Regions from separate parts of the Sus scrofa genome. Here region 1 is linked to region 2. A link is a contact called in public HiChIP or PLAC-seq data. All regions are on one chromosome and are shown on one strand. Each heading gives the region's core, a stretch centred on a gene start, on an enhancer-like site or on the middle of the called end of the contact. The rest is flanking DNA. Distances are from core to core; before and after follow the strand shown. Region 1 overlaps LOC106505716 (a long non-coding RNA gene). Region 2 holds the start of RAP2B (RAP2B, member of RAS oncogene family).

Region 1 (4,373 bases), core at 1,388-3,887, 48 kb before region 2:
TACTTTTATGTTATGTCCTCAGGATATCCATGAATAATAAAAGCTATAACCAACGCTGTTGCCATTTGGTTAAATGTGGCTCATACAAAGGTCTTATAAACTGCTTCTCAAAGCCATACTACATTTCACTTATTTCCTTTTATCCCCCTCTACCCTTTTTAAAGATGTGGACTCATATTTCTAGATAATAATTTTTAATCTCTTTATCAAATATGTATTCAGTAAGTATCAGTTACCATAGGCAAATACAACTCTTTCAGTCCTTGAAACCATAATATACAAGGTAATTATCAAGGCTGTATACTCAATTTGTCAGAGAGTTTTCTCTTTACCACCCATAAGTAACGCCATTTCACTAGCGGCAATGGTAGGTACAAAGGATTTTTTTAGAAGATACTGTGAAATGAAATTAAGGCCTTGTAAGTAAAAAGTTTATTGTTTAAGTATGTTTCCTCTGTCTTTGTGTCTTTCCTTTGCAAAGCATACTTTATTTTTAGATGTTCAGATATCATTAGAACCCAGTGTTTTAAGCTTCCAAAATTGTGGAAAAGAAGGCTACTTGTGCACTTAAGTCTTTAGGGCTAACACAATATGGTGTCCAAATCTCTACAAAACTTGCCCCAACAGAAACCCATAATGTTTCTGGCATATACCAAGGTGGTGCCAATGTGTTTGCTGAGATAGTTCTCAAGACTTTTTTTTTCTTTTCAGAACAAGCAGTCTTTTAAATGTACTAACAAACTCCACATTTATAAAATTTTCCGTTAAAAATAGAGAATGCCATGAAGTGTATTGAAAGTAACTTGCACTGATAGAAAAAATGGAGTTATCTTCTACTCTGAGATATAAAGTTAGAGTTGCGAATAGGAGTGGTTTGTTTAATAAAATAATTATAATTTTTGAGTTCCCTTGGTGCCAGGGGTTAAGGATCCAGCATTGTCACTGTTGTGGCTCAGGTTTCAGCTGTGGTGTGGATTTGATCCTTGGCCTAAGAACTTCCACATGCTGTGGTGGCCCACCCAACCCCCCAAAAAATATCATTTTGAGAGCTGATCCAGCTTTCATGGATGAAAGAAAATGTTTATGTGAATAAAATAAAATATTGAAAATGTCTAATTTTTTCTTGCACACTAATGACCCCCATACAACTTAATTTCTCTCCTCAAATAAATACTGAGCATGAGAGGCCAGGAGTCTGGTTTTCTAAGGCAGCTACTCAATGTTTAGCAATATAAATTCATTTATACTGCAGCTGAATTCACTGCAACTTCCCTACCAAAGCCCTAGACTCCAGTTATGTTGTTATGATCAGACAATGTTAAGGAAAATCAAATGCATTTTTAATTTTTAAATAAATAATTCCTCTTCCATCACAACTTTTTTTCAAGTCTTGAATACAAAGTTACTTCCAAATATACTTGATGAGAACAATCAGACTATTTTTCTCATGGACAGCAGACACCTTCCTTTGTGCTGTTCTATTATTCTTCATCTTTATACCTGTCCTTCCTCTTCCTCAGTATTGCTACAGGTACTCTGAAAAATTATCAAGTACCTAATCAAGGATTCTAAAGATCTTTGTCTCATTTTTATGACCTCTAAGAAAAATGGAAAAGAACGGAGAGTCCATATTTGTGGTGAAACTACTATGTGTCAAACATAAAGATAGGAAATTTTGACACCTAGCCCTTGTGGATGCTATAATCCTAAGAGACAGCTGTTATTGAACCTATTTTGCAGAGGAGGAAACTGAGGCCAAGAGAGACTTAGCAATAGATATGGGGCAAAACGGTATTTGGAACTAGCAGTGTATAATTCCAAAGCTCATGCTCTTTGTAATCTGAGTAAAATATTACCCCTGGAATTTTTACTAATGTTAAATATAATTACACCTTTTTATAAAAATATATTTAATGACTATTTTCAAAGCATTGTCACATACATCATCCCATTCCAAGGCAGCTGGTAGAATGGGGGACTTGAGGGGGGGGTTGTTGCGAGGGATGGCAATAATGTATATAAAGTATAATATCCAGCCAGAGTAAGACAAGTGCTCAGTAGTTATCATTACTGTCACTATTATTATTATTACTGTTGATCCTCACAGCAGGCTTAGAAGTAAGGTAGTACAGCTGTTATCATGCCCTCTTGATAGACTTTCTCTACAAAGATTAACCCCATTCATATTATACTCCACAAGCAAGAGAATTACTTTAAACTTTTTATTTACAAGGCATTTACTTACAGGAATCTCAAAACACCATATTCAAATTCAGTTTGTTTGCAATGCAGGCAGGCAGGGATTGGAGGGGAAGTAGCTGTGAGGTGGGCTTACAGTCTTTCCCAGCAGAGTCAGAATTGGAAATTTTGCCTTCCATCTTCAAAATGAGTCTCCTTTCCAGGCCATGGAAGTGGTACAGGAGGACTTTCTTTCTCATGAGTCATCATCTTCTTCTTACAAGGGGTAATGTAATGGTGAGCCCTTTCTTCAGTTCCCTGCTTGTACAGGGAGGGAGCACCCCCCACCACTACCAGATAGTTGCAGACCAAGCTTGTTTACCATGGTGAGAGCCGTTATCATGAGGCAGAGGGTGGTTCCGGTTTGACGTCTGTGGCCGCATTCCTGCTCTCCGGATAGCAGACAGAGAAGTGCAAGAAAAGTGCTTGGTATCAGTGACTCACAGCAAGACAGGAAATCTCAAGCGGATCCACCCTTCCTTCCTGACTTCACGACCAGCTGAGCAGAAGAACCACAGGCCACAAGGATTCTAGAATCTTGATGAGAAGGGCTAGAGCCACAGACAGAGACTGGGCCACAGCAATATGCTCACTAAATGGATTAAAATGCCAGGACCCCGCTGCCAGGAAAGCATGCTTTCTTCATCCTAGAGAACACTGTTTCTGCCAAGATTCTCTTTTCACCTTTACCCAGGATCTCCCTGGTATATGCTGGCCTTTGCATTGTTCTTAAACATGAGAACAATAGACTTGACACAATTCAATTGAGTGGCCCTCATTCATACCCTGTTTTAAAAGCATGCAAGAAATGATAACAATCATCATTATCAAGCAAAGCCTTCACACTGCAGCATGGCAAAGTATGTCTCTCCAGCAAAATGTAAACACGTTTATAGTAGATTTTTGAACCCAGTGTCAAATTGCTTCTGTAAAGTTACATCATGTTTCTCCTTATGAGAGCAGCAAATGATTAGGATAATGATAAAGACTAATAGTCGTTATGCCAAGGACAGCTCAAAGCACTCTATATGCCTTAAGTCATTTAAGTTTTTCAACTACCCTTTGAGATAAGCATTGTTATTGGTCCCGTTTTACAAATGAGGAAGTTATCAAAGTGAAGGAAAGCCTCTTCACTGTCTCCCCAAACTGTTTTTAAACCTCACAAATAATAAATAAAGCTCAAAACAAAAAATGAAAAATATAAATGAAACTGCTGCTAACCCTGATTTGTTGTAAGAGTCAAGTGAATAAATGACACAAAATGATTATAGACATATTTCCCATATCTGGCCAATTCAGTAGTATATTTCCAACTCATTCATTAAACTGTAAAAAAAAAAAAAAATACGCCTACAAAATAGTCAAGTTAAAATTCTGAGTCATTCCAGCAGACCAAATTTGTCAGTATCTTTTGTCAAGGCCACTTCCCTCTCTTCCTGCAGGGCAGCAATGTCAGAAAGTGGCAGAAGTCTGCATTTCTGTGTGTTTTATATATATAAGCTTTCACTTCTCACCTCCTTTTATTTCCCTGCTCTCTCCAAGCTCACCTCACACCCTATGGTCCAGCCACAACAAAATATGATGCATCTAGTGCACTTGATCTTTATTTTGAGTCTTTGAATGTGGTGCTGTTTTCTTTGTCTGAAAAGTTATCTCCCCCTCTTCTACCCAGAAAGTACTTGCAGCATTCAGAAATCTATCCATCTGTTCATACACTCAAAGAGTTATTACCGAACACCTATTATGAGGCAGATACAGGAAGGTCGGGGAGGGAACAAGGTCACTGTTCTGATGAACTTTCCACTGCAGAGAAAGAAGCAAAGTTAAGAAAGAAAAGAAGGAAGGAAAAAAGTAAGAGAGTAAAGGAAGGTCAGTGGGAGAAAGGAAGGAAGGCAGGCAGGAAAGAAGGAGGGAAGCAGAGGGGAGAAAGGGATGGAAGGAGGCACTAATTAATTAGTGTTATGCAAGCCATATGACACTGGGTGTCAGGAATCCATCCACCTGAGCTAAGCTCTGAATGACAAGAAGGAGCCAGTTGCAGAGACAAGAACCACTAGTTCAAAGACGCTAGGCTGGAGAGCAAGCCTGGTTCCCAAGAGCTGAAGGAGCCAGCATGACTGAGGGAGCAGCAGAGA
Region 2 (4,484 bases), core at 1,746-4,245:
CATGCTGGAATTCTCAAATGTCACCCAAGCAAAACACTCAACATTTTAAGGCAAGATATGTTAATACAGCTTTAAAGAAACTTGTGGCCTGTAATTTCTTTTGGCTTCCTCAGCAGAATAAATCCCTTTGTCAAAAACTCTTCAAAAGATTTCATTTACACTCATGGGCCTAAGGTATAGAAAGTGTTCTAGATTTAAAAAATGATACACTTTTTATTCTACTGAGGTTATATGAGTAAAGCGGCCCTTAAGAAAAATAAAATACAAAATAAAAAGCTCACACTGCCTCCTGCTGTTAGAAGGAAAATCTCATGAGGTCAAAATGGTCCACAAACTGCACAGTGTAATGAGAGCAAGAGGCTTGTCTTAGTTTTTTTTCTTTTTCCCTTCTTTTTTAATCTAGAACTAATTCCAAATCGAAGCCTCAAAAGGGTTCAGATACTGTCCACAACCCATACAAATATACTGCCAAAAACACTATAAGGTATGACTTCAGAACTGAAAACCATCTTCCTCAAACGTACTTTCAACTGGATAGGTGATGTAATTTCAACAACACAAAACAAACAGAAGACAAAAGATAGAAATAGGAAAAGGAAAATTAAAAGCACTAGCCTATCTGGCCAGATGCCTGGTTACTTTCCCAGATCTAAGGCAGTTTTAACAGTTGGTTTCTCCCCTTCCCTACCTAATGTGAGATAAACTGCTCCAAGTCAGCAGAACAGATTCAATATCCTGTAGTCAACGTATGGCCATACCTGACACCGCAAGACTTCCTAGACCTCGACGATTTTTTCCATATTTAAGGAGTTGGGAGGAGTGTCACTCAACTTGTCACTGAGACACACCTCTCTTCAGAATTTGGCAAACCACTCTTGGGGGCTTCATGCACCTTCCCCCTGTCCACCTCAGCCACAGTACTGTTTAAATAACTGAATATGAAACACAGAAACACAAACAAATTTTTGGATTTCTTTAAAAATGACATTTGTATTAAAAATCTTAAAATGAAGAGACAATGATTAAACACATGTCTGGAATTAAAAATTACAAGTTGTTAGAATTCTCTTGGTACATCACAACAGCAAAATTCTGCTCTTTGCTTCTGGAGGAACACCCTATAACAGAAAACCAAAAATTTTAAAAAATGATACAAAAGGGGAGCTAAATACCTGAACACTGGAACAAAATGAAGCAAAAAAAAAAAAAAAAAAAAAGAAAGAAAGAAAAAAAGAAAAAAGAAACCCATTGCAAAATAAGTGAATTACATCTTAAAAGCTGGAAATAATAAAGAAATTCACCGAACAACAGGCCCTATTGTCCTGATTCCTTCAGGAAGATTACTGAAAGGAAATGGGGAAGTGGTTTGAGGGGATCTGGTGGGAAATTCACAGGTTGGCACCGGCTGGAACAGCTGAGTTTTGAAGGCACTCTGCAGACACAGGGGTGCTGGGGGCCCTGAATCACATTTGTGAAGTCTTTGTACTGTGTTTTAAAGAGCTAGTCATCAAAACCTGTTACTGCCAACCAATAAGAACAAAAAGCTAAATCTAAAAACACACACACACACAACAGTACACACAAAAATGTGCAGATCTGTAACATTTTTTTTCACAGCTGATAAAAAAAAATACTACCGTTCTCCCCCAGACTCCCCTTTGATACAGTAGGTAAACAAAAATAGATTTTTTTTTTCCACAAATATCAGCAGACACATTCTGGCACCCCACACTGTATTGGCATCAGTGTTAACAGTCCCAGTTCAGATGTGCAATACTTCAGATTGGATACACTGTAACAAGAATCCAACTTTGCATAGACATCCTCAGAATCATAATCAGTCACGGGGTTGCCCTTCCAAGCTGGCAGAAAAGGAACCCGATCTTAATTTCCAGCTACTCCTGGAAAACGAGGAAAAAAAACAAAAGTTTTTTCCTCTCCTCCTGCTCCTTCATTTGGTTCTCCCGGACTTCCTTCCGAGTATTTAAAACTTGGAACGAGAAAAACGGTTTTGGACAGAAAAACAAAAACAAAAAACTCCCCCTTTCCAACCTTCTCCCCGTCCTCTTCCTCCCCCACCCCATTTTTTTTTTTTTTTTTTTCTCCAGGCTGAAACTTTCGCTTGCCGGTGTCAAGCTGCCAATACAGCGCCCCAACGGCTGCGTCAATGGGGAAATAACGCGTCAACCAAAATCAATGAGAAACGTACATGCCGCAAAGAGCCACATTTCCATCGGGTCTCGGATGGTCAGAACGGCACACCCCCTCGGACACGGGGCAGAGGCAGGGGACATGGCCACGGGGGCCAGCCGGGCTCCCGGGACACCCCGGCCGATGCAAAGTCGTCTCCAATCTCAAAGCAAGAAGAGAAATCACATTTAGAGTCGGGTGCGTTTGGCTTTTGTGCGCAGAGCTCGGCCGGCGCGCGGCAGCCGCGGGCGCCTCAGAGGATCACGCAGGCCGAGCAGCAGCCCTCGTCTCCGTTGGGCTGCGCCGCGTAGTTCATCTGCCGCACGATCTCGGCAAACAGCTCGTCCACCGAGGCTTTGTTTTTGGCCGATGTCTCCATGAAGGGGCAGCTCCACTCCTCGGCCAGGGCCTTGCCCTCGCCGTAAGAGACCTCGCGCTCGCCCTCCAAGTCCACCTTGTTGCCCACCAGGATCATGGGCACTCTCTCGTACCGCTTTACGCGGATGATCTGGTCCCGCATAGGCTTGATGTCCTGGAAGCTCTGCTGGTTAACGAGGCTGTAGACGAGGATGAAACCCTGGCCGTTCTTGATGTACAGGTCCCGCATGGACGCGAACTGCTCCGTGCCGGCCGTGTCCAGGATCTCCAGCACGGACGGCGACGAGTCCACCTCGATCTCCTTGCGGTAGAAGTCCTCGATGGTGGGGTCGTACTTCTCGATGAAGGAGCCGGTCACGAACTGCACGGTGAGCGCGGACTTGCCCACGCCGCCCGAGCCTAGCACCACCACTTTGTACTCTCTCATGGCTCCGTCGGCGCTCGCCCGTCGGGGCTGCGCGCCGTAGTAAGGCTGGGCTTGGCGGCTGGACTTCTACCCTTCCTCAGCTCCGCAGGAAAAACTCAGGAGCGAAATGGCCGAGGAGCGCAGAGCGCGGAAATCACCGAGCGGGGGCCGGGCGCCGGGCCGGCCGGCAGCGGCAGCGCGTCCCTGGGGCGCAGGTCCGGGGCCCCGCAGCAGCCCGCGGCGGCAGCGGCAGCGGCAGCCTGGGCGGCGGAACCGGAGGACAATGCCGGCAGCCTGTGCAAAGCGAAGGCTGCAGCTTCTCGTCGCGGCAGCCCAGAAGGGCGAGGAGGCGGCGGAGGTAGCGGGCTGCGGAGGCGGCAGCTAATTGCGCGTCGGGCCGGGACGCGCGTGGCATGAGTCCCCGCAGAGCGTGCGCCCACCGCCGCGGCCCATGGAGCTCTCTTCCTCAGCCTCCGCGGGGCGAGGGCTTCCTACTCGCCGCGCGCAGCCCGGCCCTCCCCGCCCGGACGAGCATGCCCAGTGCGCCGCCGCCGGCCGCTCCCGCCGGATCCGCTGCTCCTGGTTTTCCAGGGAGCCGGGCGGAGGCGGGGTTGTGGGTGGGGCTCGCGATTTGAGTCGGGACTAGCGGATTCGCCGGAGGCTCTGGTCTCCCAGCAAGAGGACAAATGTGCCGGGATGTGTAGGTGTTTGTGGCGGGCTGGGAGAGCTCCAGTGGGAGGTTGGAGGCAGCCTTCTTTCGCCGCTCTGGGTTCATACATAGGGGCTCAGGCTCTTCGAGAAGCGAGTGGGTGCGGCAGCCACCCCCTCACTCCTCCCTGGGAATAGGGAGGATTGGGCTCTTGCCTCGCATCATTCAGAGCCCGTAGATCCCACTTCCCAGACCCCCGGAGGGTGTGTCTCCCGGGATTGAGACCCAAAGGACGTTTGGGTGTTTGGCGGGAAGACCATCTTCCCCTACCCAAGGCGCAGCTCTTTCTACCCGACCTTCTCTGGCCTACTCTCCCGCACTTTCATCTCTGGGACAAAGAAAACGGGAATGCTGGGTCTGAAACCCTGTTGCGACTAGGGAAAGGGCTGCCTCTACTAACCAGAGCTGTCTTCGGGCTAGGGTTCCGCGGGCCACCCCGCCCCCCCACTCGCCCCCTCCCCCGCCCCAGTCAGCTGGGGCCAAAATCTGGAGAGCGGATTACAGTCCTATCCAAAGCGGCGGTGGCGCCCGCAGCTAGTCAGGGCATGCTCAGTGCACAGAGCAGGTTTGGGGGCTTGGAAGTAGGAAGCTTGTGCACCACACACCCACACTCTAGCTCAAATTACCTCTCCCAGACTCTGGACCCATTGGTCCCGGGGCGCAAATCTCACACCCTCAAATGCTCTCCCATTGGCTACTGCCAAGATCTTATCAGTTTGGGCTGCTTCATTGGCTAAAAAGTAGACTCCGCTCGTGATTGGTTATTTATAGAGATTGAGTTGAGAGGCGGAGGCACAGCTG

The links. HiChIP or PLAC-seq counts read pairs in DNA pulled down with a chosen protein or histone mark.
Region 1: an H3K27ac HiChIP or PLAC-seq map of alveolar macrophages shows a contact between it and region 2. The contact joins the enhancer-like site here to the promoter of RAP2B in region 2. A contact is called at or near these places in 14 of 47 Hi-C or Micro-C datasets (adipocytes, alveolar macrophages, blood and 6 more) and 2 of 2 datasets of contacts at active chromatin or transcription factors (alveolar macrophages and skeletal muscle).

Annotation. Positions count from the first base shown.
Region 1 is chr13:93,354,530-93,358,902 of Sscrofa11.1, reverse strand. It overlaps LOC106505716 (a long non-coding RNA gene), which reads right to left. Exons shown (of 2, transcript XR_001300380.2): 1 at 2,561-4,373; 2 at 2,209-2,454. Among named protein-coding and RNA genes, the nearest start is that of RAP2B, 49 kb to the right of the region's middle. Within about 2 kb of position 2,637, at least 44 of the 83 cell types and tissues checked have an H3K27ac peak or open chromatin away from gene starts, as enhancers often do. A contact at or near this core is called in alveolar macrophages, embryonic fibroblasts, liver and 3 more, where this site is marked.
Region 2 is chr13:93,306,623-93,311,106 of Sscrofa11.1, reverse strand. RAP2B (RAP2B, member of RAS oncogene family) reads right to left here and starts at 2,995. Exons shown (of 1, transcript NM_001123185.1): 1 at 2,444-2,995. The coding sequence starts at 2,995. The coding sequence ends at 2,444.